5 separate regions of the Mus musculus genome follow, and all the other regions are linked to region 2. The links are chromatin contacts, called in public HiChIP or PLAC-seq and promoter capture Hi-C maps. All regions are on one chromosome and are shown on one strand. The core of a region is the stretch at or near the end of the contact, and the rest is flanking DNA. Distances in the headings are between cores, read along the strand shown.

Evidence for each region. HiChIP or PLAC-seq counts read pairs in DNA pulled down with a chosen protein or histone mark. Capture Hi-C pulls out chosen DNA fragments and counts their contacts.
Region 1: a contact with region 2 is called in an H3K4me3 HiChIP or PLAC-seq map of embryonic stem cells, with 4 times the contacts expected there. The contact joins the promoter of Rgl3 here to the promoter of Dock6 in region 2. A contact is called at or near these places in 2 of 39 promoter capture datasets (the HPC-7 cell line and embryonic stem cells), 1 of 484 Hi-C or Micro-C datasets (Th1 cells), 4 of 115 datasets of contacts at active chromatin or transcription factors (differentiating embryonic stem cells and embryonic stem cells) and 3 of 9 other capture datasets (adipose tissue, liver and pancreatic islet).
Region 3: a contact with region 2 is called in a promoter capture Hi-C map of liver. The contact joins the promoter of Elavl3 here to the promoter of Dock6 in region 2. A contact is called at or near these places in 11 of 39 promoter capture datasets (3T3-L1-derived adipocytes, the HPC-7 cell line, HPC-7-derived erythroid cells and 6 more), 1 of 15 datasets of contacts at CTCF or cohesin (pro-B cells), 31 of 484 Hi-C or Micro-C datasets (the 63-12 cell line, B cells, the Ba/F3 cell line and 20 more), 9 of 115 datasets of contacts at active chromatin or transcription factors (embryonic basal ganglia, embryonic forebrain, embryonic hindbrain and 5 more) and 4 of 9 other capture datasets (adipose tissue, embryonic stem cells, liver and 1 more).
Region 4: an H3K4me3 HiChIP or PLAC-seq map of embryonic stem cells shows a contact between it and region 2, with 12 times the contacts expected there. The contact joins the promoter of Smarca4 here to the promoter of Dock6 in region 2. A contact is called at or near these places in 6 of 39 promoter capture datasets (embryonic stem cells, frontonasal cranial neural crest, hippocampal neurons and 3 more), 15 of 484 Hi-C or Micro-C datasets (CD4 T cells, the G1E-ER4 cell line, Th1 cells and 9 more), 23 of 115 datasets of contacts at active chromatin or transcription factors (bone marrow-derived macrophages, craniofacial prominence, embryonic hindbrain and 7 more) and 4 of 9 other capture datasets (adipose tissue, embryonic stem cells, liver and 1 more).
Region 5: a contact with region 2 is called in an H3K27ac HiChIP or PLAC-seq map of embryonic stem cells, with 3 times the contacts expected there. The contact joins the enhancer-like site here to the promoter of Dock6 in region 2. A contact is called at or near these places in 3 of 39 promoter capture datasets (the C10 cell line, liver and stem cell-derived epiblast-like cells), 4 of 115 datasets of contacts at active chromatin or transcription factors (double positive thymocytes and embryonic stem cells) and 2 of 9 other capture datasets (adipose tissue and embryonic stem cells).

Annotation. Positions count from the first base shown.
Region 1 is chr9:21,988,191-21,990,890 of GRCm38.p6, forward strand. Rgl3 (ral guanine nucleotide dissociation stimulator-like 3) reads right to left here and starts at 1,263. Exons shown (of 19, transcript NM_023622.4): 1 at 1,175-1,263; 2 at 659-769; 3 at 1-85. The coding sequence starts at 1,207. It overlaps Ccdc151 (coiled-coil domain containing 151), which reads right to left. Exons shown (of 13, transcript NM_029939.3): 11 at 2,612-2,700; 12 at 2,207-2,291; 13 at 1,681-2,054. The coding sequence ends at 1,936. It overlaps Gm36414 (a long non-coding RNA gene), which reads left to right and starts at 1,306. Exons shown (of 2, transcript XR_379185.4): 1 at 1,306-1,449; 2 at 2,396-2,518.
Region 2 is chr9:21,851,281-21,853,980 of GRCm38.p6, forward strand. It overlaps Dock6 (dedicator of cytokinesis 6), which reads right to left and starts at 1,355. Exons shown (of 50, transcript NM_177030.3): 1 at 1,265-1,355. The coding sequence starts at 1,308.
Region 3 is chr9:22,050,692-22,053,391 of GRCm38.p6, forward strand. It overlaps Elavl3 (ELAV like RNA binding protein 3), which reads right to left and starts at 1,332. Exons shown (of 7, transcript NM_010487.2): 1 at 899-1,332. The coding sequence starts at 907.
Region 4 is chr9:21,614,804-21,617,503 of GRCm38.p6, forward strand. It overlaps Smarca4 (SWI/SNF related, matrix associated, actin dependent regulator of chromatin, subfamily a, member 4), which reads left to right and starts at 1,366. Exons shown (of 34, transcript NM_001174078.1): 1 at 1,366-1,597.
Region 5 is chr9:21,669,208-21,671,907 of GRCm38.p6, forward strand. It overlaps Smarca4 (SWI/SNF related, matrix associated, actin dependent regulator of chromatin, subfamily a, member 4), which reads left to right. Exons shown (of 34, transcript NM_001174078.1): 21 at 342-449; 22 at 1,277-1,363. Among named protein-coding and RNA genes, the nearest start is that of Gm26511, 53 kb to the right of the region's middle. Within about 2 kb of position 1,339, at least 19 of the 459 cell types and tissues checked have an H3K27ac peak or open chromatin away from gene starts, as enhancers often do. A contact at or near this core is called in embryonic stem cells, liver and stem cell-derived epiblast-like cells, where this site is marked.

The sequences.
Region 1 (2,700 bases), core at 13-2,512, 140 kb after region 2:
CCAGCCGCTCCAGTCGGGCGGCCCTCAGCGCCCGCACCTTGCTGGTTCGGTAATGAAGGAAGGTGTCGGTAGCCGGGATGGGGGTCTGCGGGGGAGTGGGGCAGTGAATGAAATAAGGTGAGGAGCGTTCCAAGCACCTTGTTTCCAATTATACCCATCTCTGGCACTTTTTTTGGGGGGGTGTGACTGTGTCCTTTTCTGAAACTCCGAGACTCCCTAAATATACACCAATCATGCAATGCTCACATCAACCCCGCAGGACACCCCACTACTCTAGCACTTCCCTCTGTGCCCTCCTCACCCCGCCACCCCAGGCTTCAGGCAGTTTTGCAGCCAAGCTTCACTGGCCAAGCCTGAGTCCCACCCATCACCACCTGGCCGCTCCTCCGTTCTGCTTTCCTGCACCCTGCCGGTCAGTTTCGCCTTTGGGGGGAGCGCTATCACCTGGCCCCACCCCGTTTCCTGGATTCAAACCAAGTCACCTGGCCGCCCCCAGGCCCTTTCCACACACCTGGTCGCCTCTTAGCTCCGCCCTTCCTCCTGGCCCCGTAGTTCTAGGGAGGCTCACCCTCAGCTCTCCAGCTTCCCCCTCTCCTCCCAACTCCCAGGCCCCTGAGCTGAGTCCGCCCTCACTTGCTCGCCTCAGTCCCTTCCTCACCTGGCCTTCTCCAGACCTCTCTGGGGTCGAGCGCTGGCTGCGCTGCCGCCGCAGGGAGACGCTGTACACGGCGCCATCCTCGGTCTCCTCGCCCCAGTCCTGCAGCGGCGCCTGGATGTGGAGGCGGGCTCAGGGAAGTCCCTCCGGCTTCAGCCCCCTGCCTTTATGTTTGGCCCACTTTCCCGAACAGAGTATTCAAGACTCGGGGTGGGATCCCAGGTCTTCGCCACGGATACCCTTCTCCCAGGTCTTGAGTGGATGGAGTATCATTTGGGGATATCCCAGAGTCCAATGTCACAAAGAATCTGTCACCTCCTCCTGAGATTCCTCAGACCCCCGTCCCCATCCCCCAAACTAGCCGCTTCACGGGGTCAGGAACTCTGAATCCCCAAATGGGGACTCCAAGGCACATCCATTTTGCAGAAAGATTAGAAAACGAGGGGCGGTCGCCTGGAGTTTCTGAATCTGGGGGTACACTAGGGACGTGGGGTCCGAGGATCCCCAGCTTCCTCTTACCAGGGCCAGCTCTTTGCCCGCTGTCCTCTCCATGGCCCCGGTGCCCGTCCTGCTCCCTGGCGCCGCTGAGTGAAGCGGAAGGGCCAGCGGGCAGTGGGGCGGGGCAGCCGAGCGTCCAGTCGTGGGGCGGGGCTGGGCAAGGCGGTCCCACAATTCCAGAGGTCCCCAGCCGGACCCCATCCCCGCACCCAGGCTAGCCTAGAAGTCCCGTTCCTTCCCAGAAGTGCGGGTCAATCTGTCACTCAGACATATGGGTGCAGGGGACACGACAACAGGTCTGTGTCCCTGGGAGGGAAGTGCTTTATACTAGGTTGGGGTTGATCAATCCCAGGTGTCGAGGGTGTCTCCTATGTCTGGAGGAGAAGGAGGGCACACTGAATCTGTACCATAGGTGATGGAAGCCATGCCATCTCAGGCTAGAAGCCGCGAAGTGTCTGTGGCCCTGCATTTTGTGGGGGCAGCCTTTTGGGGGCGGTGCAGGGTCAAAAAGAGGTGAATACCCAGGGGGTTGTTCAGTGACCTTTATTGCGCGATTCCGAGGCGGGCACCAACCCGCCTCGAGAGATTTACTGTGGGAACTTCTGGCTCGGCCTTTTCTCTCCTCCGGGCGCTGCTGGCCTGCGGTGCTCCCTGCTTGAGCTTCCTCCAAGCCCTTGAAGGAGCCTCCGGGGCTCCCAGACACACACCACCCGTAGGTGGACCCAGAGGGTCGGAGGGCTCCCTAGAGTCCCGGAGGCATCCGATAGGACTTGACTGCGAGTCTAAGATCTGCGCAACCTATTGCGCTTCTTGCTGCGGGCTTCGATTAACTTCTGGGAACGGAGCTTGAAGGCAGCGCGGGTCACCACATCACGGTCATCATCCTCACTCTCCTCTTCATCTACAGAGAGAGGCAGGGGTGGGTGATGGGGAGGGTGAGGGACCGTTTCTTTTTCCCTTCCCAGCCTTCGCCACACCATGCACCTCCTCCTTGGCCTTGACTTAAGGCCACCTCGCGCCCCTCCCATTCATCCCCCTTTGGCCCACACTGACCAAAGAACTTGTCCTTGACACTGGCGACGGGCAGAAGGATGCGGGTGTTGTATAGGGGCAGCTTTCCTTCTAGCGTGGCCAGGAACTGCGGGGGGGGGGGGTAGGGGGAGGCCGGAGAGAGATGTGGGATGGCAGTGAGGCTCTGTTCCACCTCCGTGCACCTTACATTGAGTTTCTACCGGATTCTAGGTGGAGATCACTGCCCACCCTTCGCTGCCTGGTTTCGGAGGCCCTGCCACCTGAGATCCACCCAGTCCAGGCTTCGCTACTCTGGTTATGAAGCTCACGCCCATTCAGCACCTGTTTCCTATGTCAGTCTGCTCTCTGATTTTCGACCCTCCCTCCCCCACCCCCACCCCCACCCCCTGCCTTGGTCCCCACTGGCCGCGGAGGATGTGTGTGAACCTCTCGGTCTGCTATGTGTCGCAGCAACTCAGGCACGTCCTGGCTCTCCAGTTGGTCCTGCAGTTTCAGCAGCTTTTCCTGGACAACTA
Region 2 (2,700 bases), core at 105-2,604:
ATAAAGCAAACACAAAAGCAAGGTGCTGTAGATGTGGTTACCATGGAAACTGAGTGTGGCAGGGGGGGCCAGGAGTTCATGGCCGGTCTTGGCTACATAGTGCATCTGAGGTCAGCATGGGCTACGTGACCCCATCCCAGACTAACAAAACACAACAAAGTAAAACCAAGACTCCATTCAGTTGCAGGTTCATCTGGGGTTGTGGGAGAACTCAATAGGTAGGTGAATGTGCAGAAGCATCTATTTATCTACCAGGCTGCTTGGGAAATCTTGGGCTCCCTCACTACATCAAGGCCCAGGATCATTCTGCACATCTTTCCCACCTGAGCTAAAGGCATAAGGACTTAGGAGGCAAGACAACAAACAGAAAACTGCCCAACTGCTCTGCCCCAGATCACAACCCTCCTCTATCCAGAACTCTCTGTGGCTCTCACTTCACTTGGGGTCACAGTCAAAGTCCTTCTGGCCTACAAGGCGTAGGCCCTATAAAATCTATTCCTATTGGTCCCTCTGTGGCCCCAGGGCCTTTGCATTTGCTTCTTTCCTGGATGATGGGCAGATCTCTTCCTTCGCTCCTTTAGGTCTGTGCTTAACTCTACCTGGCCTACCATTGAGACCCTATCCTCCCTTTCCTGTCTTATGCATCCACACCATACCACGGACACATCTATGTTTGTCCCACCAGAGCGAAATCCAAGAATGGGGCAACTTTCTTGTGTCTCCATCAGGGTGGGACCCACAGAGTGGCTTCTCTCACCTAAGGTGGTCAGACAGGTCTCCAGAGGATCGGATACCTGGGATGATTTACCTGGGATGATTTCTAACCTACCCCAGATTTGAGCCTCTCTCACAATCCAGTGTCCATGGAAGGGGATCCCCCAGCATCTGTTGCCTGTCCCTCCCCTGTCTGCCCACCAGCTGGTTCAGTCCCCAGCCCCCTCGGCCCCCTCCCACGCCCAGCCGGTGCTGGGAGAGGCTGGGGCAGGAGACTGAGGGGCTATCCCCAGCTGTCCCCAGCTCCAGACAGCTGGGTCCCGGGACCCTGGGCGGGGGAGGGGTGCGAATTTCCCCAGGCTGGTGAAGGGAAGGACGGCAAGAGGGTCCGAATGCAGCCTAGCACTCTCGGAGCCCGGCCCGCACGGACCCGGGATGCGCTTCCTCCTCCGGGAAGTCCTCGGGGAGCCCGGCACGCCCCCGCTGCCCGCCATCTCCAGCACTCGCCCGTCCCGCCCAGAGTGGCCGTGACCGCGGCCGCTCTCACTACCTGTTGATCTTGTGAGCGAAGGCGCGGCGCTCCGAGGCCGCCATGACGCCCCGCGTCCCGCCGCAGCCTCCCGAGTCTGGGCAGCCGGGCTGGGCGGAGCAGGCGCGCGGGAGAGGCGGGGCCTGTGCTGATGGGGCGGGGCCTGCACTTCGACCCGCCCCAGCCGCGGAACCAAGACGGGAATGACGCGGGGTCTTCTCGGGGCGTGGTGGCGAGGCCGGGCCAACTCTAGGATGGGGAGGAGCCTTCTCTGGAGGGGGCGGGGCTTTCCCTAGATAGGGCGGAGCCTTTTCTGGGATGCCGTGGGGCCAGCATTGAGAGTGGGACAGAAATACTGGGGATGGGGAGGAGACAGCGCTGACAGGAGGATGGAGCAGGCTGTGATCTGGGATGTCGCTGCTCTAGGATAGGGACCGGGACAAGGCTGGAGAGATGAGGATCTTTGTGGGCGTGGCTTATGAGGGACGGTCCTTGATGGGCGGGACGTTGTGAGTGGCTCATCTCTGCGATGGGCTAGGGAGCTGGGGACCAGGCAGAGCAGGGCATGGGGTGGGTGTGGAGCAGGGGCAGGGCATGGAAGGGAGTGTTCCCCTCCCACTGGGGTCAAGATGGGGAAACTGAGTCTTCTGTTGGGCTGGGAAGAAAAAATACGGAACATCAAAACCTGTTAGGTCAGCCGGGCAGTGGTGGCTCATGCCTTTAATCCCAGCACTTAGGAGGCAGAGGCAGGCTAATTTCTGAGTTCGAGGCCAGCCTGGTCTACAGAGTGAGTTCCAAGACAGCCAGGGCTACACAGAGAAACCCTGTCTCGAAAAAACAACACAAAACAAAACAAACAAACAAACAAAAAAGTTAGGTCCTCACTAGTCCCGGAGGCACGCTGCCTAAAAAACAACATCAATGTCACACAATAATTACTAAGGTTTTGTTTATAGTCGCTCAATGGACATAGGTGGGAAGAACTGTTGTTTTCCACTACTGACAAGTGGGTTAACTGAAGCCTAGCAGTGTGGAGGCTTTTACATAGTAGGCCTCAAAAGGTGCTCAAGGGACTTCCTGCCAGTCTCTGGGTTGCAGTAGAGAGGTGGATGAGTCCAGCTAAGCTCAGGGGTGTCACTCTAGGAGGTGTGACTCAGAAAGCCAGTATCGATACCTGAGCGAGCCAGTCCGGAAGTTTCTGATTACCTGAAGTTGTAGGATGTCTTCATTAATTTGTGGCCTTAAATATCTTCCCAACAGCTCCTTTCCCAATAACAGTTTCCTAGAATTTTTTCAGTCCTGGCTCATCTTTGGATATGCCAATTGTCTGCTGCCTCCACACCTTCTCCTGAGTAGCTTCAGCCCTCTGAGCAGTCACGGTCAAAACAGTCTTGGTAGGGTAGGCAGCTGTGCAGCACAGGACATGTCTGCCTCAGAGCTTTTTTGAGTGCTGCTCG
Region 3 (2,700 bases), core at 82-2,581, 200 kb after region 2:
CGGGGCCTGGATGGGCGTGGCACGACAGGGCGTGGCATGTCGGGCGGGGCCGTGAGTTCGGGAGCTGACCAGCTCCGAGGCTGCTGAAAGCAACCGTGCGCCGGCCAGGCGGCCCGATTTGCGGGCGCGTTCAAGGTCACCCTGCGGCCCGGAGCCCTGACCGGGGAGGGCGCGTGCAGCAGGCCCTATGGAGTACTGCTGCAGCCCCGGACGCCCTCACCCGGAGGCAGCGGCCGGGGAACGGGGAGCCCCCCTCCCGCACTACCCCCCCCCCCGCAGCCCCAAGGCCCCGCGCGAGGCTACGGCCCGGCGGAGAAACAAAGGGATCACGGCGGCCGCCGCGAGGCCTCAGGGCGCCCCCTCCTCTTCCCCTCCCCGCTTGCCGCAAGGTCGACGGGGTTCGAGGACGAAGATGCCCGCCTTTCGGGTGCGGCTCGGGCTTAGAGCAGCGCGATCCGACGCCACCCGCCTCTCCATCTCCCCTCCCCCCCAAAAAGCTCTCAGAGAAGGCCGAGTGGCATTACCCGGACCAACAGTGGGAGATCGTGGCCCTTGTCCTCCTGGGCGGCCTGCGGGTCTGGGCCTGGGATGCTGGAAGCATCCTCCGCCGCCGCGGCCCCTCCCCCACAGCCTTCCAGTGAGGAGCCACAAGGACCACCGGGTGGCTGAGGGCACCCTGTACACAGCCTGGCTTTCCAAAGCCTCTCGAACCAGGCTCCACTCCCCAAAACTCCGGATGCAGCTCTGGCCACTCTCAGGCCCGAGGCGCGGTACTACCCCCCCCCCTCCCCTAGGCCTAGCTAGGCCTGGTCCTACCCCCCCACTCCCCGCGTTTCCGTGGAGCCAGCCTCCGCCCCTCCCTCCCGTGTTCGTCTCGCGGCGACAAGGGAGTACCTACAGTGACCATTCTTGTGTGCCCGGCGGGCGCGGTCCGTATCGAGGGCGGCTCCGGGGGTCGTGCACTCCTAGGGGGGCGCCTGGTGCTCACGCCGGGGTCCCGCCCGGGCGTCTGCGTCTGCGGCCGCTGCAGAGGAGGAGATGGAGGCGGCGGCGCCTTCGAAGGCCGGGAACTGACCCGAGCCTGGGGATGCGCGCTTCGACGGCCAGACCCCCAGCGGCAGGTGGATGGAGGGAGCGGGCACGCAGTGGAGGGTGCCCGGAGCGCGGCCCCGCCGGGCCTGAAGAAGTCGCTCTTTCTGTGACTGAGATCTCGGCAGCTCTGCCTTCTGCGGCGGGCCCTCAGTTCGGCCTGTCCCGTGCCGGGTGATGGGTCCTCTCCTCTCGCCCGCCCTCCCTCCCTCCCACCGGCCCGCGCTGCGCGCTCCGCGCTCTGGGTCGCACTGCCGCCGCCCCCAGCCCTTTATAGAGGCAGCTGCCAGCGCCGGCGTCGCTCATTGGCTGAGACGGTGGGTCTCCGCCTCCTCCCGGCTCCCGACGGCGCGGCAGGTGGAAGCGAGTGCGGGCCTAGACTCTGCGTGCCAAAAGAGAATAGGATGAGGCATCAGATCTTGGCTCTTTCTTGCCTGCGGACTCTGACTCTAGTCTTGACACCACTCTCGAGTATTACTTTAGCTTTGCCGACAAATTGGGTTCCCCTCTTCAGTCCAGCATCTAACTCTGAAGGGGTAAAAAACAGCCTTTGGTGACCCAAACACAACCAGGGGTGCATGGGTGATGTCTGGGAGGGCTGGGAAAGGGCAAACACTCAGACCCAGACCCGTTCTGCTAGATCCGAAGTGAACAGTTTTTGTTTCCACATGGCCTCTGGTGATATTAGAATACTAGGTGTGGTGAGCCAGGAAGGTAGTTTGAGTCTAGCATGGGCTACACAGCACTTTATGCTGATCTGGGCTACATAGCAAACTTCAGGCTGTTGCGTGCTGCTTAGGAGACCCTGGGTTTTTTTTTTTTTAATTAAAGAACAAAGAAAAGAAAATCTAAACAAACAAACAACAACAACAACAAAAAAACCCAAACCAAACCAACCAACCAACCAAACATAAAACAAAAGTAAGGTGAGCACGATGTAAGGCTAACTTTAGAAGATAGTCAGAGTGATCAAGAGTTCAAAGCCAGCCTGGGTTACATAAGACCGGTTCTCAAAAATAAATAAAATAAAATAAAACAAAACAGAAGGCTGCAGGAAGCTGGAAAGATAGCTCAGCAAGAAAAGGTTCTTGCCATACAGGCCTGGAAATCTGATGTTTGTTTGTTTGTTTTTTGAGACAGGGTTCCTCGGTGTAGCACTGACTGTCCTGGAACGTCCTTGATAGGTCAGAGTGGCCTCCAGCTCAGGTATCCATCTGCCTCTCCCAGGTGTTGGAATGAAAGATATTTGCCACCATGCTAGGTAGCGACCTGAAGTGTGATCCCCTGAACCCATGTAAAGAAAGAAAGAGAGAATCAACTCTACATGGTACACACACACACACACACACACACACACACACACACACACACACGCACATGCACACACACTAATAGTAATAAATTAAAAAAAAATGGGTTGAGGATTGGTTCAGTTACTAGCCCATGAAACCCCAGATCCGATCCCTAGCACCACATAAACAAGCCTGGAATCACAACACTGGGGGTGCTGAGGCAAAAGGGTCAGAATCTTAAAGTCAGGGTCAGTTATGTAGTGAATTCCAGGCCAGCCTAGGCTACATAGACCTTGTAGCAAAATGAACAAAAAACAAA
Region 4 (2,700 bases), core at 116-2,615, 240 kb before region 2:
AAAACAAAACAACCAAGCGAAAATACCATGATAGTTTGCCAGTCTTGGTATCTTGGGTCTGTAACCCTAGCGTTTAAGAGGCAGTAGCAGGCCAGTGATTTAATGGCCTGAAACATTCTTTTTTGTTCTTTGTGGCAGAAAACACCCTTTTGTTTGTTTACTTAGAGAAGGTCTCACTTTGTATCCATGGCTGCCCTGGAACCTCACTATGTAAAAGACCAAGCTGGATTGGTACATGCATGCAGCACTCAGGAAGGAAGATGTCTGAGTTCGAGGCCAGCTTAGTCTAGAGCAAGTGCCAGGACAGCCACGGCTACACAAAGAAAACCCGTCTTAAAAAACTAAAGACAGCCGGGCGTGGTGGCGCACGCCTTTAATCCCAGCACTCGGGAGGCAGAGGCAGGCGGATTTCTTGAGTTCGAGGCCAGTCTGGTCTACAGAGTGAGTTCCAGGACAGCCAGGGCTACACAGAGAAACCCTGTCTCGAAAAACCAAAAAAATAAAAACAAACAAACAAACAAACAAACAAACCATAAAGACACACAACAAAAACAAGTAACACCTTGGTAACAAACTCAAGAGATCCACCTGCCTCTGCCTCCCGAACACTACCAAATATTTTAAAAACTCAACCAGAGGCATGAATCTACAGATTTGGACAGAGTTCTATGCTCCAAGGCTAATGGCTTTCTTGGAAATCAGAAGTTAAATTGTGAATATGGCTGTTTCTACCTCACACTCTGTATTTTACTTATTCATTCGGTTGCCTCCCCACAGACTGTAATAGAGGGCAGCAAGTAGCCGATAGCAGCTCAATAAATATTTGTAAAGCTAATTACTGGGCCTCAGCAGGTTCTGCAGGAAATGTGGCCAGGGCAGAGTCTTGCAGAGCAGGCAGGGCAGCGCCAGAACCAGGATCAAAGCGTTTCCCGGGCCTGCACTTAGCACCGCGTGGGCTCTGCCGGTCCTGGGATAGCTTGGCCATCTCTCCGCTTCTCTTTCCTCCCTGGGTGCTCCAACTGCTCCGAGCCTGAGGACTTTAATTTCATCCTTACTATCTCCCATCTGGACCACCCACCCCCTCCCCCAACCTTTAAGCGTCGCCGCAGTGCTACCCCCACTGCGCATGCCTCCCGGCTTGAGGCCCAGTTTCGTGCCTGGGAGGTAGATGTGCGCTTGCGCAGAGCCGCCCCGAGCCCCCCACAGGGGCGGTGCACCAGGATCTTGTGCAGCCTCTGGGCCCGCCCACCTCCTCGCGCCCTCAAAGGACTAGTACGCGTGCGCACAGCGAATGGCTGAGCATGCGCGCAGAGAGCGGAAGGGTGGGCTGGCGCGCGCACGAGGCCGGCCGGGCAGCGGAAGCAGGGCAAGTGGAGCGGGTAGACAGGGAGGCGGGGGCGCGCGGCGGGCGCGTGCGGTGGGGGGGGGTGGCCTGGCGAAGCCCAGCGGGCGCGCGCGCGAGGCTTTCCCACTCGCTTGGCAGCGGCGGAGACGGCTTCTTTGTTTCCTGAGGAGAAGCGAGACGCCCACTCTGTCCCCGACCCCTCGTGGAGGGTTGGGGGCGGCGCCAGGAAGGTTACGGCGCCGTTACCTCCAGGTAAGGAATGGAGGCTCCCGGGCGGAACCAGGCTCCCGGGGCTTGGGCAAGACGGTTTGAATGAAGCGGAGGCGCCGGGAGGGGGAGGGGGCAGCTGGGCGACCAAAGCGGGGTCGCGGTACGGCGGCGCCTGAGGGTCAAGAAGCCCTGCGCGCGCGTCTCAGGCCGCAGTGCAGCGAGACCGCGGCGGCTTCCTGACTGTGGCCGGCGAGGCGGGTGGCTCTGGGCCGCGTGAAGGCCGCGCGCGCGTTCTCGTAGGGTCTTGGACAAAGCTTCTTCCCTTTGGCGTTTCAGAGATCCAGATCCCCCACTTTAATTTCTGTGGACCCCAACTTTGAACAGTGGCTAGGTGTCGTGGGCTTTTCTGGCCTCGTTTGTAACGGGTGGGATCCCAATGCCCTGTGGTCGGGCGTCGGGAGCAACATTTTTACCTCAGTTATTGATGCCCAGTGTAGCTTGGACACAGTCATGAGCCCTCTTCGGTCTCCAGACCTTACTTTCTTCATGTTTATTATTTTTTTTTTTGATAAATTTCATTATTGCAGATTTTGAAGGAAAAATAAAGAATTTCTTCCATGGCTTCAAAATGTTTGCCTAAAAAGTGAAAGATGCCTGGGGACGTTTGCTCTCGGCGGCATTGTTTTTCTTTTGAGTCCCTTGGCCCTTCCCAGTTTTTAAGATAGGGTTTTTTATTTTAAAACACCGAAGGCAAGTGTTTTGTGCGGGTCCGAAGACATCTACTTGATCCCTTTTACCTCCAGTGACTCCTCAGGAACTAGAAACAAGTTTTTGTTTGAACTGACAGACAGCCTTTGAGTTTGATGCCCAGCGCCGGCTGCTGTCAGCTTGCTGTGTGGCCTTAGGCGAAATCGCTAATCTCGCCAAACCTCTTGGTTTCCTCCTTTGTACAAGGGAATTACTTTCGCTGTTAGGATTGGGAAGAACTAGGCAAATCGTTCCTACATCATCATTATTCTGATTTTGAAGACAGACTCTTATAACCTAGGCTGACATCCAGCTCCTCATGTAGACCAGGCTGGCTTCATCCTCACTTTGCTGCCTCCACCTCCCAAGTGCTGGGATGATGTTCAGCCAGGCTTCCT
Region 5 (2,700 bases), core at 89-2,588, 180 kb before region 2:
ACTCATGCTTGCTGTGTCCTTGTCCAAACTCCTGTCCACAGACAGAGGCTAGGACTCAGGTTGGATCTACTGAGTGGTATCAGTGGTGTGGGCCCTCTGCTCTATGCACCCACACTTGGCTTGCCTCTCTGGTTGACTTCACCGTTTATTTTCTGACAAGCTGTGGAAAGCCTTCCAGAATTTTGACCCAGAATCTCCTCCTCTTCCCAGATCTCCCTACTTTGAGGGCTCCTCCCTCATACCCCATGTCCTAATCAGAGTGCTGGTCACAAGGGTCCACTTGGTGGCACAGGCAACCCAGTTTAAGTTTGTATGGCCTGAGAGTGTTCTTTGCTCCACAGGTAGAGTATGTCATCAAATGCGACATGTCAGCCCTGCAGCGTGTGCTGTACCGTCACATGCAGGCCAAAGGTGTGCTGCTGACTGACGGCTCCGAGAAGGACAAGAAGGTTTGTTCCAGGTTCCTCTTTATCTATTTCACGATTGTCTAAAGGGAGAGGGTAGATGAAGAGCACCATGGGATCTGAGAATTGAATTGGTACTCTGCCCAGGAGACTTCGTTTGGCCCCATCCCTCAGGCATTCAAACAGCCACAGCTGTAATGTATCCTTTGAGGATGCTTACTAGACTGCTTTCTGGAGTTGCCCTTGTTTGAGTACCTGCCTTCCTCGAGACAGCAGGAAGCCCTGGGCTGACTGATGCAGAGTGGGAATAGTCCTATGGAACTTTACTTACCCAGCAGCCTTATCTGTCATGGCCTCTGCACCCTTCCTCTTTCTATTACTGGGGGCATCCCGACATTGGAAAGAGTGGGAGGGGGAGCCACTGCTCTCTTGGGAGCACTCAAGAGTGTCATTCTACACCTCCTCTAAGCAAGCCTGGGCTTGTCCCCCAGGGAATTACTAGTCCCTGCAATCCGTACCCAGCATCCTAGCCATGGCCTTAGGTGTGTGTCTGTTGTTCAGCCCCTTTCTTACCTGTGCGTTGGAGCATTGCGCTCCTTGCTTCCCTCCCTAGTACAGATCACTGTACCCTTCTTTGTGTAGCTGTACTGTGAGTGTGCTTACCCTTTGCTGTTTGCTATGTTTGCTTCCATTCAGTTCTTGTGCCAGTTAGTCTCTTAGGTCTTCTCAGAGAACTCCCTTCCGTAACAGGGCTACAAAGATAACCACCAGCTTGCTCTGGGCCATTCTTCTACCACCCTGCCCAATCTTGCCCACCTCCATCTTGCCCTAAAGGCAGGATTCCGTTTTGACCATCTCATGTGCCTCTGCAGGGCAAAGGTGGCACCAAGACACTGATGAACACTATTATGCAACTGCGTAAGATCTGCAACCACCCCTACATGTTCCAGCACATCGAGGTAAGGCCACAGCCCAGAGTCCTGGCTCTTGGTGGCAGAGCTAGGCTGCTTGTCCCTGACGATTGTGGCCATGTGTGTACATGTGTTAATAGGCCAGAGGTTGATGCCTTTATTATCCTCGGCTTATGCTTTAGAGGTATCTTTCATTGAACTTGGAGCTCACTAACTTTTAGACATGATGGCTAATGAGCTCCACAGATCTGTTTTTCTCTACACAGCTCTGAGGTTACTCACATCAGTCAGCAAGCCTGGCTTCTAAGTGCCAGCTATCCAGCTCAGGTTGTCATGAGTACAGCAGGGCATATCTGTCTCCTCAGTCCTTAGGATGTTCTTAAGAATGGCTAAGGAGCTGGCCATAGTTCCAGCACTCAGGAGGCAGACCCAGGTAGATGTCTGTGAGTTCCAGGACAGCCAGGCATGGTGCACTCAGGGGACAAAAGCAGATGAATCTCTTGAGTAAAGGCCAACCTGGTCTACAGAGAAAGTAGGACAGCCAGGGCTACACAGAGAAAGGAAAATCCTGTCGAAACAAACAAACAAAAAAGACTTAAGGTCTTCTCACTAGCCACTGTCTTTACACCTGTATCTGTCAAGTTTTCCTTTTTCTGGTATTTATGGGGGGTGGGGGGAGTTGCCCAGTGTAACCCAGGCCTGTGACAAGGAAACAGGTGTTCTAGTTTTGGGTGTGTACATCTCAGCTGATGTTTAGCAAAGCCATCATGGGACTGAAAATTAAAGTCTCTAGAAGTATTTGCTCAAGAGTCACCTCTAGGCTGGAGAGATGGCTCAAAGGTTAAGAGAACTGGCTGTTCTTCCAGAGGTCCTGAGTTCAATTTCCAGCAACCACATGGTGGCTCACGACCATCTCTAATGAGATCTGGCCTGTAGACACATGTAGACAGAACACTGTATACATAATAAATACATCTTTAAAAAACAGTCACCTTGTAGGTATTTTCTGCGTGTTTGGGGACTCCTCCCTTGGGAAGTGTTCCCACTCCTGAGGTTACACGTGTCTCTGTCAGGGCTTCTTACCTGCAGGTTATGAAGTGCTGATGGACAGACATCAGTCAGGTCTGTGACCACAGCCACGGTCATCATGAGTAACTGTGCTTTTGGAGAATCTCGACTCTTGCCTAAAAAGCAAGCATGTGTTAGTATTCTTAGTGTACAGTTTCAGGGTCACTCAAGACCTCTGAGTCCTTAGCGTTCCATTTCAGGGTGGTCTGAGGTGTTGACGTTGGTGCCTAATATCACATAGTCTTCTTCCCATCCTTCACAGGAAGAGCATGAGGGTTGGCATTGGTGCACTGAGTCCAAGCTGGACATCCACATCT